Regions from separate parts of the Oryzias latipes genome. Here region 1 is linked to region 2. The links are chromatin contacts, called in public Hi-C maps. All regions are on one chromosome and are shown on one strand. The core of a region is the stretch at or near the end of the contact, and the rest is flanking DNA. Distances in the headings are between cores, read along the strand shown.

The links. Hi-C and Micro-C count contacts between places; a contact is called where the count stands out from the background.
Region 1: a Hi-C map of embryo shows a contact between it and region 2, with 3 times the contacts expected there. The contact joins the enhancer-like site here to the promoter of fbrsl1 in region 2. A contact is called at or near these places in 2 of 5 Hi-C or Micro-C datasets (both in embryo).

What each region holds. Positions count from the first base shown.
Region 1 is chr9:23,108,149-23,113,555 of ASM223467v1, forward strand. No RefSeq gene overlaps it. Among protein-coding and RNA genes, the nearest start is that of chfr, 12 kb to the right of the region's middle. Within about 2 kb of position 1,678, at least 3 of the 8 cell types and tissues checked have an H3K27ac peak or open chromatin away from gene starts, as enhancers often do. A contact at or near this core is called in embryo, where this site is marked.
Region 2 is chr9:22,746,754-22,752,521 of ASM223467v1, forward strand. It overlaps fbrsl1 (fibrosin-1-like protein), which reads left to right and starts at 2,319. Exons shown (of 20, transcript XM_023958685.1): 1 at 2,319-3,469. The coding sequence starts at 3,164.

The DNA.
Region 1 (5,407 bases), core at 428-2,927, 360 kb after region 2:
ATATTGCCGATCTGTTTTTCTAATGAGTGAGACTGGAAGGCCCCCAGCAGTGGGCTGCAGAGGGAGTCCTGAGGTGCACCGTCCTGTTATTGATGAGCTCCTGGCTGTTCCTTCCTTCTTCCTGTCCAGTGACGGCTAATTCATCCCGATAACGCTTCAACTTCTCGTCTGCCGGCTGTAAGGCTCACCGATACCGTCCCCATGGTAGCAACCTTTAATGATGGCGTGGATCAAACCACGGCCAGGTCATTAGGGAGTTTTATTGAAAATCAATGTCGCTCCAGTCTCTCACACTCTCCAGCAGGGTTTCTAAACTGGCTCCTTGAAAAGACTGTTTGCCAGAATGTGTATTGGGAAGACTTAAATCACTATCACTTTCAATTTGGACTCCCGGTAATTGAAGCACATATTCTTTGAGCGGGTAGCATCTGTCCGTGGCCAGCCTCGCTATGGGATTGTGTGCCTTTGGTCCTAACAATCTAGTCAACAACAGACACTTAACCCCCCTGTATAAAGGCCTTTTTCCTGTAGCTATTTACCGGGAACGCTTTGGCATAAAAATCACACTCTTTAAATTTCCCCCCGACTCAAAAAGGTTTGTCTTGTGCTCAATCCATTGTTCTGCTGAGTGTGGAACGGCCCTCCGGAGATAAAAAGCTCCATCAGTTTCACTCATCATCTGGCAAGGTCAATTTATTTCAGCACACAGTCCATCATCAGATGGGAATCAACTGACACATTGTCTAAGATATTTAACCCGAGGTTTGTGAGCTACTGCACTTGTCAACTCCTCCATTATATCTCATATCTCAAAGCTTTCCTTGTGGGGTTTTTTGCAGTGACTGAACGCTTTTAAACTTTTCATTTTTTTTTTTTTACAATGATGCGATGTTTGTTACTATGGTAATCACGTAATAGTGTGTCACAATAAAGAGTTTTTTGCCTTTGATTATTACACTGGAATCTCAATAATAGGATACAGTGGAAGGTAAGATGTTGTTTTATTGTTCTGTTAATCCTTTTCATTTATCTGTGAGAAACCTCAGTGCTGAGGGTTGGGGGATTGAATTTTCATGGTCTCAAAGCCCCCCAAAAAAGCACTTGGCGCAGAGATCACCCCAGATTCAGCGAGCAGTGAAACCGGCCTAAAGAGCTTTCACAGAGCACAAAAGCAGCTAATAACGCAGTGCCAAGCTAATAAGATGGGCAATAAATGAATGGATCAGTCCAAGCTCCTTTTCTTTTTCTCTCCCTCTTTCTCCTGTTGATAACATATATGAAAGCATTTCTAAGCTGCTACATATGGACCCCCTGACTTTTTCCCACTCCAGAGAACTAATGCATTAGTTCCCATTTAAAAGCTATTTTGAATTGGAAATTGGTAATGAGGCGGGAGGTGCCTGCCATGATCACATTTGGATTGCTGGGCACTTTGCTGGGCCTGGTGATTTGGGAGGCCACAGCTCCGTTCAGAGTTCAAGTCTATCTCTCCGCAGGGGTTAACAATCCCTGACGAGGGCAATTCTGAACAGCTAAGCTATATCTGCACGGAGTGAATTTAGCCAGAGAGCACAGAGTCAAGAGCTTTGGCAGCGGATCCCTGTCACAGCACTCTTTGTGGAGTTCATGTTGCTTTGACCGCCTAAAAAGGGCTAGCAGCATCCATCCTTCATGTTGCCATCTTATTTTAGCCTGCAGTGTCAACAGAGCGGCAGCTGACAGAAGCCAGGCCAGTCCCTGGTTAAGGAGCTGACATGGAAAGCGGTAAATGGTGTGAATTCCAGACCCTGGTGACAAAGTACTGTGTAATGTCTTTCCACCTCTAGAGCATACGACAAATACTTCGGCTATTGCCGTCCTAAAGGGAAGAAGCAAAGTAGAGGAAAAAAATGTACTGCTTTGCAGAGGAAAGTCAGACATGAGGAGAGGAGAATTAAGGGAGGTGGAAAAGGAAGAGGTTCAGGAGAGCCAGCCGCCAAAACAAGTTTTCCACTTTGATTCAATTTTAAGGATTTTTTTCCAGACTTTAGTTGAACCACACAGTCCCACGCTAGCCGTCGAATGTGTACAAGCCATAAAAAAATGAATAACATTGATGCAGCTGGGTGCATCTGGCAATGGTAGTCCTTCTATTTAGGCAGCCGCAACATGGCGCAGTGCCGCCATACCACCCTCTCTGTTCTTTGTATGGACCCCAGACAAGACTCAGGGAAGGCTGGGTGAAGCGTAGAGAGGCTCTTAAAAGCTTTGAATAAGTAAATAAAAGAGGGGATGGGGGGGTTCAAGGCAAATGCAAGCCATAAGCATCTTCTCCAATTTGGCACAGCCAAAGCTCGTGATTAGCCATAGAGACGTTAATCAAAAGTGGCTCAGCATTTGATGGGGCGGTGAGACCTGCTGCCAGCTGGTGACAACATGGCTTGTGTGCTCGGGCCAAGAGTGAAGTTTATTTGAATACGGATCTTGCCACAAACGTTTTTCTCCTGAGCTTGGTTAGCGGAGCATTCCTGGCTCATCACTGGGATCGCCTCAGAGCTGCTGGCACCAGAAAAGATGGAAATTTTTCCAAGGCACATAATGAAAATCACGATCTAGACCATCCCCTTTCATGGTGTGGGTATACTTACAAGCCTTTATTCACTTTGACACTGGCAATAATTCACGCCTAGTTCTTTGTGTCTGGCTGAAGGTTTTCTTATACAGTACGAAATGATAAAATTCAAAACCTATGACTCAAAAAATGAGACATAAAGCATTACGTGGTGTAGTAAAAGCCATAAAACATAAACTTTTTTAAATGTAATGATGATTCTAAAAGTATTTAACCTTTAATGTAATTAAAAAGTACTACCACCATAAAAATCATGCTTTTTTTATTTTATTATATATATGTGTTTATTTTTTCATTCATTATGTTATCTGTGCTTATCCACTACAAGGAATTGACACAATTTCAAATTTTCTGCAGTTAAGATGTTTTTAACCCTTTTTGGTATAACATAACTTTTCGACCGTTTACGCAATCAAGATGAATACGCTGATTCTGACTCAGTGAAAAGCGGCTTCTCATATCGGCTTTGCGCTGTAATGCAGCACATTATTAAGGTGACTATCGGTGTAAAGCTGCTTTTCTCTGCTTCAGAATCCTCTGGAATTACGTTGCGTAAAACGGTAGAAGAGTTACGGTAGTCAAAAAAATCAACACTGGAGCTATGTCCGTAACCCTTGTGCTATCCTAGGCACTTTAACGTTGGGAGTTGGGTCATCTAGACCCACTAGACAGTGCTCTGAACCTTTTTTCTTCAATGGTTTGTGATCTTCTCTGGTGTCTATGGATTACATGAAATTTTTCCACCTTTATCCACCTTTGTCATGGTAGGAATAACACGTCAAAGTAAGGGTGGGGTCATCTAAGATAGCACAAGGGTTAAATGGTATGACCCCATCCTATTAAAGATCTCATAGTGCATTACAAACCAAGCAGAACACTTTGCTCACAAAATGCAGGACTGCTTGTGTTTCCAAGAACTTCTAAAAGTACAGTTGGAGGTAGAGCCTTTAGCCACCAAGCCCCTTGTTTCATGGAATAAGGTCCCAGCTCATATTAAAGAGGTCGACACAATTATTACATTCAAAGTTAGGCTTATCCTAGGCACTGTAACCCTTGTGCTATCCTAGGCACTTTACCATTGGGAGTTGGGTCATCTAGACCCACTAGACAGTGCTCTGAATCTTTTTTTTTCAATGATTTGTGATCTTCACTGGTGTCCATGGATTACATGAAATCTTTCCACCTTTATCCACCTTTGTAATGGTAGGGAGAACACGTCAATGTAAGGGTGGGGTCATAGGGATAGCACAAGGGTTAAATCATTCCTATTTGCACAGGCTTATCCCCAGGATAGCTAGTAATCAGAGAATATTTAACTTATTGCTCCCCCCACCTCACCAACTGTAATGAAGTTTGGGGGAATAATTGTAATTTTCATTACATCCATTATACATTTTTCTCCGCGGATCGAAGCAGAGGGAAAAAGCCGAGCCAGGGTGGCCCATTCCACCTGCTTAGATTAATAAGATATTGTATTAATATTGATGTGCTAAAAATGTAGATTTCTATTATTGTCATATTACTACCATCCGTTATATGTGCCATAGTGCATGAAACCTACTATTAACATGTTTGAATTAAATTTACTAACAATGACAATTAGTTGTTAGTAAGCTGCTAGAAGTTGGAAGCTGTGGAAAATATTGTGTACGGGTGTTCTGTCGTCTATTCTCATTTATGTCTCCTCTCCCCCTCTCCTCTATTCCTGATAATTTTTATCTGTTTTTTAAGGAGTTTTTCCTTACCAAGAAGGAGGGTCTAAGGGCAGGAAGACCCAGTTTAGCTTGGTCTGTTTTTTCAGTTTAGTTTAGCAATCAGCTATTGTATTTTATAACTGATTTTATGTTTTGCACAATTAGTGAAGCCCGTTAAGACCACTGTGTTGTAATATTGGGCTATATAAATAAAGCTGAATTGAACTAATTTTTAAAAAATGAATAACAAATAATAAATGACTAAAGTTTTAAAAAATTAGCGAAATTTTTCTCGTTTTTGGGATTTCATGGAAGCAGCCATTTTGGAATGAGCAGGAAAGGCCTTTCTACTGCCCCTAGTGGAAGGATAATGAACTACAGGTCAGAAAACAGGGTCCAGGTTATTCAGACCTAAAAAGGGTTTTTAGGTAAGTTTGCGTCATGCGAATGAGATGGGGGTCTCAGAAATGTGTGGCAAAGATGTTGGACACCGCCCTTCGAAGCCTGGATTCTGACACCCCAGTCTAGTTGCATTAAGCCAGTTTGTTTGAAGGTAGTGCTGATGTTTTACAAAAACAGAATTTGTAATGACGTTTGATGATTAGAATCTTCAGTTATCCTTCAACAGACATTGTCAACATTCCAGGTCTGCATTCGCCTTCATCTCACTTGGTTCTTTTGAAATGTATCTGGCAGCAAGCATGTTTTGAAAGGTTCTTATCTGAGCTAGAGTTTTATACACAGAGATAGGAGGCCATATCTTATCTAAGCTGTGCTCGTTTGTGTCACAGCTCATTCAAGAGGTTTGTTCTTCCACTTGCCATGCGACATAAGGAGCGGATTGTTTGCAGAGCAGTCAACTCGAAGACTTAGAAGATGTTAGAGCATAAGCAGATTGATTGCATTGTTATGATATGCTGGTCTGGAAAAGGTACTCTTTTTAAACTTTTACAGAATGTAACTTTTCCATTAAGCTATGTTCACACTGCCCTCGGCAACACGCGTTTAAGCGATCACTTTCAATGAAAAGTTCATGTAAGCATACGTGTGTGTTTCAGGCTTCCATGTTCAAACCCTTTGCGTTCATTTCTCACTACGAAAG
Region 2 (5,768 bases), core at 1,069-3,568:
GCTGAAAGAGTGGCGGTTGTAAAACAGATCTGGAGGCGCAGCTGTGATGGGTTGGAGCCAGGACAGAAAGAGGGACTGTGGCAGGTGCTGTTGGAGCATAAAGACATCTTTGCTCTTTCTGAGGATGAGGTGGGCCTGACAAACCTGGTCCAACATAAGATTGACACTGGAGATGCACGTCCAATCAGGTCACAACCCCGTCGCCTTCCCTAGCTCACCAGGTGGCTGCTGACAGTGCAATTGAAGAAATGCTGCGTGCTATCATCATTGATCCTTATGACAGCCCCTGGGCTTCAGGGGTTGAAATGATCAAGAAGAAGAGTCAGAAAATGCTGTTCTGTGTGGACCACAGGCCAATGAACAGTGTGACCAGGAAGGACTTGTACCCGCTGCCCTGCATATGAGTCTCTGGATTAGGTGTTTGGCTGGTCTTGGGTCTCCTCGCTGGACCTGCACAGTGGATACTGCCAGGTGCCACTCAGCCCTGAAGCCGGATCAAAGGCTGCTGTCTGCGCCAGGCGGGGGTTGTGACGGCTCTGGGTTCTCCGTTTTGGCCTCTGCAACACTCTATAACACTCCAGCCACGTTTGAGCGCCTGATGGAGAAAGTGTTGACCACCATCCCCTGGCAAGACACCCTGGTCTACTTGGATGATATTCTGGTGCACAGGGACTCTTTTGCAGCAGCGCTGAGATAGCTGAGAATTCTCAGCAGAGAATTGCTGCAGCAGGCTTCACCCCGATTAGTTCTACTTCATGAGGAGAGAACTGGAGTTTTTGGGGCACAACACACAGTGAAAGCTAAAAACACATAAACAATCTAAGTCTCTTGTTCAGGTTTTTCCATCATAACCGATATCGTCCTGAAAGATGGCTCTTGATTTTCTGGAATGCTAAAACTGTTTTCCTTTTACCCATTGACACCTACTGAGCCAAATTTACATCAAACAAACTTGTTTCCAAAATTACCTTTAATTTAGCATCTACTTCAAAGCAAAAACATAAGAGATTTTTTTTTAATTTAGGTATCAATTGATATTCTTAAAAAAAAAACTTACCAGAGACAAATTATGTACCCAAACCATGATGCTGCCGCAGCTGTGCTTCACTGTGAGGATAGTGTACTCAAAGTGTTGTCAGTTTGAAGGGGCCAAAGTAATGGTGGCCCTGAAGTGCAAATCGCATCAACAAAATTACTTAATGCAAAAACAGTGTTAAGATCCCAACAACAATTTTAAAACACACAAATAAGAAAGAAACACATTACATTTTCAAAATCAAAACAAAACAAATAAAACAAAAAAACAAAAATAATAAAAAAAAGAAACATTTTGGAAAAGTAATATCCAAAAATCTAAATGTAACGTTAAAGAATAAAACAAACTAAGAAACCAGAAAAGGTATGGGACATCACTGATTGGATGATGACATTTACTCACTTTTTAATTGGAAGTTATTTGCCATGGAAATTTCTACCAACAGAAAAGGTTACTTGAATTTTCTCCCCACAGCGAAATCCACTTTTTACAACAGTCCAGTTCAAAAGCATCATTCTGCTTTGATTCCTCTTCAATACTCAAACACCAACAGCCAGTCAGGAATGTCCCATAACACGTACCTCAAAGGGATTTGACTATTATATTTATTTATATATATATATATATATATATATATATATATATATATATATATATATATATATATATGCATGCAGGAAAGATACAAAGTGAAATTGGCTCATAATTCAACAGATTTATATTTATTATATCAACTCCTGTCCCCTCAGAGTCTCTCAGGGACCCCTCAGTAAGATCCACTGGACCCCACAGATACAGATACGGCCCCTGGAAGCTGCAGGCACATTTTCAGGCACCTGTATCTCCTATATTTATGTCGCAGCTCACGAGATGTTGACCTTTATGTGACAATGAAATGCAGCTGTGTGTTTGTGTGAGGATGAATTCAAGACTGAGGGGGGGGGGGGTATGGGATGGATGGAGCTGCAGGAGCGTGATTGATGTTTTTGCGCGTCCTGCTTTTTCTACAAAGTGACAGCACAGAGTGCACGTGCCGCGACAAGCAGGCGCAAAAATAAAGGAGATAAAAAAAAATACACACACGTGCGCGCGCACAATGGTGCGCACGCAAAGGGGGAGTGTGTTGTTTTCCCTTCTTGTCGTTCTTTTTTTAAACACTAGTTTCCTTCCGATGGTAAATTTGTAGGCCGGAGGTGACGGAAGTACGTCAGATCTGTGGGTTTCTCTGAAGCTTGACTGCGTCTCTTAATTTCGGATGAAAGGAATGAGAGGAGGGGTGGGTGGTGGAGGGGGGGAGAGCAGATTTGAATCACTCCTGTCGCTTTAAGGACACTTATCAAAGACTTATTATGCGAATTGAGAATACCAGGAGCAGCTGAGCAGCCGGGAGACGGAGCGGAGTGGATTTTACAGGGAAGTCAACATGATCTGAGCCGGAGGAGCGCGTCGGCGCCCGCTGGAGTTTGATTACGCGCTGGATGGTTGGCTCATTTAGGGGATCTTGCGCTCCCAGACCGGGGATCCAAACAGGAATAAGGGCTGAAGTAGTCTCTGATTTGGAATCGACACTTGGACGTCGCGCGTGGAGGTTCTTACTATAATTTAGTCGCCCCCCACGATCCTCGGATCGTTCATTTGACAGCCCGGGATCATGGATCGGGGAGGTGGAAAACAACAGCGGCCAGCGACATGATTTCTCTGCGGCACGCTGCGTGCTTGGGCTCCCCCTGCTATTCCACCGCGGCAAAAGTTGCGAGGCGCGTGGAACGCGTGGATTTCTGAGCCGTTTCATTATTATTGCACCTGCTTTTTTTATTTATTTATTTTTTTGGCGGACGTCGACCACCACTACTGATTCGTGACGGAATTACACGCGCGGATCCGCCTGCAGCGCCCGCGGTGGGATACTTGGACATTCCTAATCGTGGAAATGGAGATCGTGGAGGTGTCATTGAGTGTTTAAAGGCCATATTTCCACTCTCCCGGAGCGATCGCCGACTATTCTCAGTCCGGTGTGGGGCATTTGTTATTGCGGGCTTGAGCGAGCGTAAAGGCGTGCACGTACTGAGGAGTTTCCCCCTCCTCCTCTATTTTATTTTTAATTATTATTATTTAAGCTTTTCACACATGGATGGGAAATTGCAGCAGGCTCGGAGGTGCCGCACCAAACGGGAGCGGGTGCGGAGGTTGCGGGAAGCAGGGAGCAGAGACGCCCGCAGCTCCGAACCCAACTCCTCCTGCTCCGACAGGGAGGGACGCAGTCCAGGGAGGGACGCCGCCTCCCTGCCCGGTAAAAAGGCGGCACCGCACCCCGCGGCAGCAGCCAGAGCCCCGCGTGGCCCCCGGCGGAAGAGACGGGAGTCCAGCTCGCAGGAGGAGGACATCATTGATGGATTTGCTATTGCCAGCTTCATCAGCCTGGACCTTCTGGAGGTAGGACGTGGGAGAGCAGCTTCTCCAATGCTCAACTTTTTATGTATTTGTTTTTTATGAAATCACAGTGTGTGCTCCTCTGATGTCACAGGTTGAGCCCCATTGAGTGTTATCAGTCAGAGCTGTCTTTGCAGGTTCATGTGTCTTCTCACAAGTTCTCTGTCTAACTGCATACAGCTAAAGTTGAGGAGGAAAAGCTGACTTCATCTTCTGACATCCTCTCATCTGCTGAAGTGTCCTCTGATTCCTTCATTTCTTAGTTTGTGTTGGATGTAGGGCTGTAAAATTCATTTTAACAACAATTCGATTCATATCATAATTTTTGGTTGGCGATACAATTCGTGGTCAATATTGGTTCATTTTGACCAATTCGATTTGATCCGATTCACTGACCTAAAATCGATCCAGGAAATCTTTTTAACCAGGGTGACTCAGAGATAAATGCCTGGGTACTGACTGAACAGTGCAGGTAAAGTTTTCCCAAATCCCATTCCTAAAGTTCAGCCCACTGTTGTTTTTCCACATCAAAATAATCCAAAGGGAGCATTATTAGAACATTCCACCACACTGTACAGTCACATGTCTGCAAAATTTAAAGTGTTTCCACACATTGGACTGGAATGATGGCTTAATCGTTTCTTGCTGCCATGATGTGTGTCGTCTGCTTTCATGCACTTGGTTGTTTTTATGTTGAAGTAAAATAAACATAACGTGCCTCAATCCAAATGGTATTTTCCTATATTGATATAATCAAGTGATTGGATTTTATAATGGGATAGGTCAATTCGATTAACAACTTGCCTCATACAGATCGATCTGTTTGCATCAAACGAATATACATTGATTAAGTTAGTTAATCGTTGCACCACTAATGATTTCAGGCAGAGACAAGAGGGCCCACCCTCTTTATTTATCTTTATTGTTCATCTCAGTATATTCCAGATGAAAAATCAAAGCTGGATTCTTCTCTCCCCTTTATTCATGAGCTGCAAAGGCTATTGAGGAACAAACCACAGGTGGTCTGCTGGAGACTTGTAGATTCATCCCACACCTCATGCCAACATTATGGCCACAACCTGTAGGCTTAGTCATGGTAATAACCTGTCATGATTAACTCCTGCCTCCTACTCAGTACTTAGTTAGACTCCCTGTGAAATGCCAAACCTGCTGCTTGAAATTTTTAAGAAGCTGTCAGTGGTAGATTCACTCACGTAAAAAGATGCATTTGTTGTGTCACAGTCTGTGTTAAAGTCCCACTCCGATCAGTTTTTGGTCTGTTGTAAAAGCATTCCCAGTAGTTTTTTTATTCATGGTGTGGCCGTTTTTAGCCAAAAAAAATAAATAAATCTTTGTTGCTTTATAGGACATAATTTCTGAGTTCATCAGAAATTTACCTCTCTCTCACAAGCTTTTTCCAGTGGTATTTTTCCATCTGCTCCTATTTCACCATGATTTCTATAAAGTAATACTCAGAAATGCAATTTTAAGCATAATTTTCCTTAAATATGTTCTTCATCATCAGAAAAATGGCACAACATGTTAAAAACATCGAAAACACAATTTTCATCCAAGTGGGCCTTTAAGGATTGGACTGCTTTTGAACAAAGCCCTTTTGAAGAAGAAGAGGAGCGGAAGATTCAAACTTTAGGAAGTAAGCACCACCACAGCCTAATTGGTGTGTGTGTGGGGGGGGGGGGGGGGGCGGTGGTGCTACAAATGTAGAGCGGTTGACCCTCTGATCTGAGCTTTCACCTTGTTGAAGTGTCCTTTGGCAAGACACCGAACCCCACATTGCTTACAGGTTGGTTACAGGTTGATGCCAGGGATGCAATGATTTACCTTCCTCACAATTGGGTTCAAACCTTGATTTTTGGGTCACGGTTCTGTATCGGTTTGATACATATTTTGATACATATTGATACATGGGTTAATAAGCAAGTTACAATGAAGAAAAACCTTTCAGTTGGCTTTGACCAAGCCTAATGTGATGCAACGTATTACACATGTTTGTCACGTTAAATGTAAACATACTAGTATGTAGTAGATTTACAACAATTAACTTTTTACTATGATTCGGTTAAATGATGTAACAAATGGTTTGGTTGGAAACCAAGAATTGTGGAATCCCTTTTTGTGCCAGTGTAAGACAGCAGAGTCACCATCGGTGTGTGAATGTGTGGGTTAATGGAACTGTAACTGTAAAGCCATTTTGGGCACCAAAGCAAGGTAGAAAAGCGTTATATAAGTATATACAATTTAAAATTCACTTTTTTGTCAAAGAAAAGTTAGCAAATCACTT